Regions from separate parts of the Mus musculus genome. Here region 2 is linked to region 1. A link is a contact called in public HiChIP or PLAC-seq data. All regions are on one chromosome and are shown on one strand. The core of a region is the stretch at or near the end of the contact, and the rest is flanking DNA. Distances in the headings are between cores, read along the strand shown.

The links. HiChIP or PLAC-seq counts read pairs in DNA pulled down with a chosen protein or histone mark.
Region 2: a contact with region 1 is called in an H3K4me3 HiChIP or PLAC-seq map of bone marrow-derived macrophages, with 2.2 times the contacts expected there. The contact joins two enhancer-like sites. A contact is called at or near these places in 2 of 39 promoter capture datasets (embryonic stem cells and trophoblast stem cells), 2 of 15 datasets of contacts at CTCF or cohesin (CD8 T cells and the NIH/3T3 cell line), 23 of 484 Hi-C or Micro-C datasets (CD8 T cells, the G1E-ER4 cell line, Th1 cells and 5 more), 13 of 115 datasets of contacts at active chromatin or transcription factors (CD8 T cells, acute myeloid leukemia, bone marrow-derived macrophages and 3 more) and 4 of 9 other capture datasets (adipose tissue, embryonic stem cells, liver and 1 more).

What each region holds. Positions count from the first base shown.
Region 1 is chr5:65,982,471-65,986,212 of GRCm38.p6, reverse strand. No RefSeq gene overlaps it. Among named protein-coding and RNA genes, the nearest start is that of Chrna9, 17 kb to the right of the region's middle. Within about 2 kb of position 1,967, at least 10 of the 459 cell types and tissues checked have an H3K27ac peak or open chromatin away from gene starts, as enhancers often do. A contact at or near this core is called in bone marrow-derived macrophages, where this site is marked.
Region 2 is chr5:66,067,107-66,070,848 of GRCm38.p6, reverse strand. The region is part of intron 3 of Rbm47 (RNA binding motif protein 47); the gene reads left to right. Among named protein-coding and RNA genes, the nearest start is that of Gm40310, 59 kb to the right of the region's middle. Within about 2 kb of position 1,563, at least 135 of the 459 cell types and tissues checked have an H3K27ac peak or open chromatin away from gene starts, as enhancers often do. A contact at or near this core is called in bone marrow-derived macrophages, where this site is marked.

The DNA.
Region 1 (3,742 bases), core at 718-3,217:
CCTGGCTGTCCTGGAACTCACTCTGTAGACCAGGCTGGCCTCGAACTCAGAAATCCGCCTGCCTCTGCCTCCCAAGTGCTGGGATTAAAGGCATGCACCACCACTGCCCAGCTATAATAATAATAATAATAATAATAATAATAAGCATTATTATTATTATTATTATTGCTATCATCATTACACTTTTCCAAAGTTGAATTGCTGGCTATGGATAATTATATTTTTCTTTTATTACATTTTTATTCAGATCATAAAGATTTCATTGCTCAAATTTCTATGCTTCTTTTTCTTTTAGTGAAGATTCTGTGATCTCAATTAAATTAAAAAATAATTTCATCATTCAATGCATGTCTAGTATGAGCTGAACTGTGTCCCCTGGGATGATCACCTTTAATTGTCAACTTGATAAAACCTAGGGTCTGGAGAGATGGCTCAGTGGTTAAGAGCACTGACTGCTCTTCCAGAGGTCCTGAGTTCAATTCCCAGCAACCACACAGTGGCTCACAACCACCTGTAATGGAATTCGATGCCCTCTTCTGATGTGTCTCAAGACGGCTACAGTATACTTGCATACATACAATAAACAAATAAATATTTTAAAAAAGATAAAACCTAGAAAGACTGGGAATGTACAACTACCGATGAACAGCAGTATACATTGGGTGGGCATGTCTGGAAGACCCATCCCACTATGGGTAGAGTCATTACCTAAAGCAGGGGGTCCTGAACTGCGTGAGAGTAGAGCAATCGAGCTGAGCATGAGCAAGCAAGTGGGAATGCATGCATTCATTTTTCCCTGCTCTGGGCTGTGGATGTGATCTGACCACTGTCTCAAGCTCCTGCCCTGTCACTTGCCTGAGGTAATAGGCCATAACATGGAATGCTGAGCTAAAATAAAATTGCTTTTTGTCAGAGTATTTTATCGCAGCAATAGGAATGAAACTTGAAATCATTATAAAAATACAAAAGATATGTTGAAGGCCCCAGGCCCTAAGGCTTCTGAATGTGGTTTTATTTAGAAACAGGGTCTTTGGGGAGGCAGCCAAGTTAGAATAAGGTCATGCTGATGTCTGCATCTAGAGACTGTTGTTCTTATGAGAAGAGAATTTTGTAAATATATAGAGAGCCAGTTAAGGAGCACACTGTATGAGGATGTAAGAGCTGAAAACCAGGGAATGCAAAGGATTATAGGAAACTGTTGGGAGCTAGACAAAGCAAGGGCTCTTCCCTGGAAATGCCAAACAGCTGATTCCTGCCAGCAACTCCAATCTGAACCACAAGGAAACAAAATGTAGTTGCTCTAAGCCAGTGGTTGGTGGTGCTTGGTCATAGCAACCACCAGACCAAGTCCAGTGTGAAGACTGAGTAGGAAGACCAACAACAACAACAACAAACAAAACAAATGTGGACAAAAACAAAATCAAGAACAAAAAACCAAACCCCCAAGTCCCCATGAGCGAAGTGGCCACAGTCTAAGAGAAGACACGGTGGAGGACACTTTAAAAAGACAAACAGAGCCGGGTGTGGTGGCGCACACCTTTAATCCCAGCACTCGGGAGGCAGAGGCAGGTGGATTTCTGAGTTTGAGGCCAGCCTGGTCTACAGAGTGAGTTCCAGGACAGCCAGGGCTACACAGAGAAACCCTGTCTCAAAAAACCAAAAGAAAAAAAAATCCCCTCTACCCATTAACTGTAATAACCTGGTCCTTACTTTTTCTATATTTTTCTAGAAAACAATCATATTTGTATATATGTACATGTGTATGTAGTTATTATTTACTTTACAAAAATCCTGTCATATTTATAGGTTTTATTTTATGTCTCTCTTTTGTCAACCAAGACTTGTAGAACTCCCCCAATTTCCATCAGTAGATCCTTCAACATTTCTTTTGGTGACTAAACAATAATCCACGCTGTGACTCCAGTGCGTTTCACTCAGCCATTTCCTGTATTGCAAACTTGGTTTCAGTGGACAACTTTAGCCCTGTATTTCTTCTTTCTCTCTGGCTGTTGTCTCTAAAACAAGAAGTCCCTTAGGCAGCACCACTGGCAGCTTTTACCTGAGCTGGGGACCTGAGCTGGGGCTGGGGACCTGAGCTGGGGCTGGGGACCTGAGCTGGGGCTGGGGACCTGAGCTGGGGCTGGGGACCTGAGCTGGGGCTGGGGACCTGAGCTGGGGCTGGGGACCTGAGCTGGGGCTGGGGACCTGAGCTGGGGCTGGGGACCTGAGCTGGGGCTGGGAACCTGAGCTCAGCTCTTCATGCTTGCACGGCAGGAATTTTTAAGACAGAGCTAGCTCCCCGGCTCCCTATGTTTTGGTTTTTACAGTTGAGATTTTAGAGCAGTGGTTCTCAACCCGTGGGTCATGACCCCTTTGGGCATTGCTGCATATCAGATATTTACATTACAATTCAAAACAGTAGCAAAATTACAGCTAAGTAGCAGTGAACATGATTGTATGGTTGGGAGTCACCACAATACAAGGAACTGTATTAAAGGGTCACAGTGTTAAGAAGGTAGAGACCCGGGGCTGGAGAGATGGCTCAGCGGTTAAGAGCACTGACTGGCTCTTCTGAAGGTCCCGAGTTCAAATCCTGGCAACCACATGGTGGCTCACAACCATCCATAATGAGATCTGATGCCCTCTTCTGGTGTGTCTGAAGACAGCTACAGTGTACTTACATATAATAAATAAATAAATAAATCTTTAAAAAAAAGAAGGTAGAGACTCAAGTTAATTTTTGTGTATTATGTAAACAATGTCCTGATTTTATTTTATTTTCTGATAGGTAGCCTTTCTTCACTGATTTAAATTACTCCCATTTTCATAGTTAAATGCTTAAATAGACTGAGATTCCTTTTTGCTTTCTCTATTCATTTTTATAGAGTTTAGGGGCAGTATATTCGTTGCCCAATTCCAGTTTTTTGAGACAAGGCCTCACTGTAGTCCAGGCTGGCCTCCAACTTACAGCCATCCTTCTGTTTCAGTTTCCTCATTGCTAGAATATAAATATGACCCACCAAGCCTGGGCCTGATTTAAATTTGATTTTTTTTCCTCCTATCACTTCTAGTTTCTTCTCAAGCAAGAGGCTGTGCAGTTGCCTGTTCATATCTTTCTTGCCTGTTGGTCTTTTTAAAATATATATACTCTTTACTTATTATATTACTTACACTGTAGCTGTCTTCAGACACTCCAGAAGAGAGAGTCAGATCTCATTATGGATGGTTGTGAGCCACCATGTGGTTGCCGGGATTTGAACTCGGGACCTTCAGAAGAGCAGTCAGTGCTCTTAACTGCTGAGCCATCTCTCCAGCCCCCTGCCTTTTGGTCTTTGATACTCCTTTGTCCACACATACTTCAAAATTCAGAGTCATGGGCAAGTATATGTGACTAGCTCAGACTGAGTTACAAATTCAGTCAGTCTTCTTATTTCTCTTTTACCAGCAAACAGCTACAACGCCCCTGACTGCTCTCTGTCACATCTCAGAGCCCTGGAGGCAAGAGAAACCCTAAGAAGGTTTGCCAAGAAGACAGTCTACACCCCTGGGGTGAACACAAGGACACTTCTTGAAGTAGCAGAAAACAAAACCCACAGTTTTATTCACTGTCCCTTTAAGGAAGCTGGCTTCTATCCTGTAAGCGTTTAGTTTGCCATTTAAAAGTTTTAAGTGGAAGAATCCCAAGATAAGTTTGGCAGGAGTGAGGAAGACAAAGTGGATGGAGAGTGGGGTAAGAAAAAAA
Region 2 (3,742 bases), core at 314-2,813, 85 kb before region 1:
AATACTCCTGCTTGCAAACCTATAAGACAGTCAGTAAGCACCAAGCTAAAGGATAGGGGAGATTTGTGACTCTAGGTGGAATTTTATTATCATTATTATTGTAGCATTGATTTATTTTATTTGCATGGATGTTTTGCCTGCCTGTATGTCTGGACCACATGCATGTCTGTCCCCTTGGAAGTCAGAAGAGGGTATCAGGACCCCTAGAACAAATTATAGATGGTTGTGAACTGTCAGGTGGGTGCCAGAAATAGAACTTGGGTCCTCTGGAAGGACAGCTCCTACTCTTAACTGCTGAGTCATCTCTCCCACCCAGGGGGAAGACTTTTGACCACCTAGTTGTAGCTCACTGGTGGGAATATTCAAATCCCCGAATTCTCTTTAGCTCTTCTAGGCTGATACTATTATTCACTACTGCCCTGGGCTCTCCCTTCCTGCCAAGGCAGACCGGTAAGTCACTGCTCACCTAGTAAGGTCAGTGACCTTAGGTCTGTGACCACCTTTGGGGAAAGACTCCCCCAACCTAGAAAGAGCCACGTTACTGTATTATTTTTGCTCTTTCCTCCCTGGTTTCTAGTTATTTATAGTTCATATTTCAACAATTGATGAGAGAAGAAGAGGGAAATTCTAGATATTAGTCACTGGCTCCAAATCTATGATCAAATGTGTGTCCGAATCCAACCCTTGTCAAGGTCTGCACGATCAGAGGTTCTTACTCAGGTGCAGCCATTGGCTTCTCTCTACTCTCTCCACCAGCCAGCCACTTGGAGAAGCACGGCCTTAGCTGAGTCAAACATTTCTTAGCAACGCAGGGGGCGGGGTTGGGGGTGGGGTTCCGTTCACTTCCTCCTTGTGCTTGGCTTCCCCTCAATTCAGAGCGGGCTTGATTCGTCCAGTGAAGTTCTGTACTCCTTTCTCTGGACAAAGCAGCAAGGACATATCAGATTTGCCGTGGGAAATGTGTCGACGTGGTTAGGGTACAACAGGTGGCGTGCCCAACATAGCGAGTTCACCCCTGTAACCCAATATGCGAGGCAGACGACGTAGCCTCCCACGGTATCGGAACACCTGTAAAATGCGCGCGACCTTGGTGTAAACGGGGTGTGGTGAGCTGACCGTGCAGCATCGGGGCTTTTCCTTCAACCCTTTACGTGCTGAAGATTGTACAGATGAAAATTAAGTTGAGGGAAGCAGGGGGTCAAGGTGGAGAGAAGGGGGACACCTACTCTCGAAACCTAAGTCACCCCCCGGTGTGCATGTGTGTAGCAGGTGGTGGCGATTCTGTGGCTGAGTAATGAGAAAATCTGAAAGTGCACGATGTCCCTGGAGAGGAAGAGCTAAATGACTGAAAAAAAAAAAAAAAAAAAAGGGGTCACTGCAGCCGCTGAGCCTCATGATTCTTATGTGACTGTTGAGTCTTTTAAAAGATTAAAAAAAACTCTTTTTAAAAAAGACTTTATATTTAATTACACGCATGTGTGTGTTTGAGCCTGTGCGTGTAGGTGCCCTGAGTGGCCCAAAGAAAGAGGTCGTCAGATTCCTGGAGCTGGAGTTACAGACAGCTGTGAGCTGCGGTGAGCAGCTTGCTGGCTAAGAATCATCAAAAGGAGGCTCTGGCTTGCTGGCAGTCTCAGCATCCTCATCGATTTTAGGGAACTCGTATCCTGGGATATGATGAACAGTGTTCACTTTTGGTTTTTGTGAACCCATTGTATATTACCAGACTAAGCAAAACTAGCTTAGCAGAGATTTGAAGGTACCTTCTAGAATTCCTTTTATAAACAAGTCAATACTTACATGAATGAAGCCTTATTTTTCTTTTTAAAAGAATTTTATTACATTTCGTGTGTGTGTGTGTGTGTGTGTGTGTGTGTGTGTGTGTGTGTAGTCTCAAACTGTGAGTCCACATAAATCTTCCCTCCCTTAAGTAGCTTCTTGTCACATGTTTTTTTTTGGTCACAGCAACCAGAAAAATAAACCAACACACCAACCAGGGTCAATAAGGCCGGATGATAACTTGAAGCTTGCTCTCCTGCTGCCTTGGTTTGTGGGTAAGCAGAGTGCATCAGGCCAATGTTTGTCTGTTTCCAGAACATGTGCATGCATGTTTGCTTGCTTGGTACTGTACACGTTGAGAGTGTTTGTGACTTCCAGGAATGGGAAGAGGGCTGGGGACTTGGAGGTGGGGAAGATAGCAGGTGTAAGCTGCCCCCTCAAGGTTCCTCTGTGCAGGTGCTGTTGATCTCTGGTTATCATGCGCCACCTAGGTCCTTGCCCTATCCTGACAGTGCTGGCTCCAGGGTCCTGTGTATACAGCTAAGCATCTTCTGAGGGGAGGCTCTGTGTCTTCACTCGAGTAAGGTTTTGCTCTGAGGACAGAGTATTTGACTAATCTCTCCTGAGAAACTGTCATTTCTTATTCTCACCTGGGGGGGAAACCCATTTGTGAATATCTCTCTTGAAATGAGCAGACGAGTGCTGGAGAAACCTGGTCAGGAAGCAAGAAACCAGTATCATCTAAGTTACCCACGGATTCCCTCTGAACGCAGAAGAAGACCTTTTAGCAGCGGCAAGCGTAATCCCAGCACGTGGGTGGCAAATTTAGGCCAGCCTGAGCTACCCGTGCCCCTGTCTCAAAAACCTAACCAAACAACAAACCTCCAGCAGTGACCAATCTATTGTGCCTAGCAGTGTAATTAGTGAGGACCCATCCTTGTATAGTCTACTCAATTGTAAGCTTGTGCTGAGTATAGTTCTGTATGGCTGTAACCTCGAAGCCCATAACGGAGGGTTAGTTATTAGGTGTCAACCAAAGGCATCGTGTGGACACATTGAGGCCTCTCATCTCCTCAGGAGAGCCTAGGTTTCCTCTGTGATGTCATGGGGTCTTCATCCTCACTACTTGGTCACATCTTCCTGTCTCCAAGCAGTTGGTGAGTGTATGTGTGGTTCAGGGGTATGCCCTCAGTATCCAGCTCGTATCAGTAACTCTAGAATTGTTTGGGGGCTTGTGTGATCTTTGCTGGATAGATCTGACATCAGAAGTTTGCCCAAGGTAGCTAAGTTGCAAGGGATGGGGTTAGGGTTTGAATTCACTGTCTACCATACTCCAAAGCCTGTTTTCTTTCTGAGGCTTAGTCCTAGGCTTGCTGTGTGTAGGTGGTCTCTTGCCAATATCAGAGAGCATCGTCGGTGTGGAGATTAGAAGACTGAGGAATAGCTGGAAGGGAAAGATGAGGCAGGTGGCTGCTGAGTGAGGCTCAGACAAGAGGCTAATTACTACAGCAGTGCCCTCGCGCTGGGCTCCCACCCCCACCCTCAGCACGTGCACATGGGCACAGATACCGTGAGGGGACAGTCACACAGGGGCTGCTGAGCGGACATGGACCAGAGAAACCCTTTTGTTGCACTTCTATTCAGTGTGAGAATGACAGGGCTGGGACACTTAGCCATTCACCCAGGCCTAAAAATAGTGTCAGAATGGAGAAGTCTCTGGTGTTCTACATGGTAAGCATTTCCTTATAAATGTTTGAGTGTGAAATGAGATGGGGGGAGGAATATACAACCTGAGCCTTCCAGCTCACAGAGCCGAATGCGGAAGTTTTATTAAGAAAAGAACAGAAAGGGTGGGTGGGTGGGTGGGTGGGAGGAGGAAGTCTGGAGGCAGCCCTGAAAAGCGCCCTCCCTTTGGAGCATGGGTGGTCACTGGAGCCTGCCATTTTTTCTCCGACTTGCTCAAGTT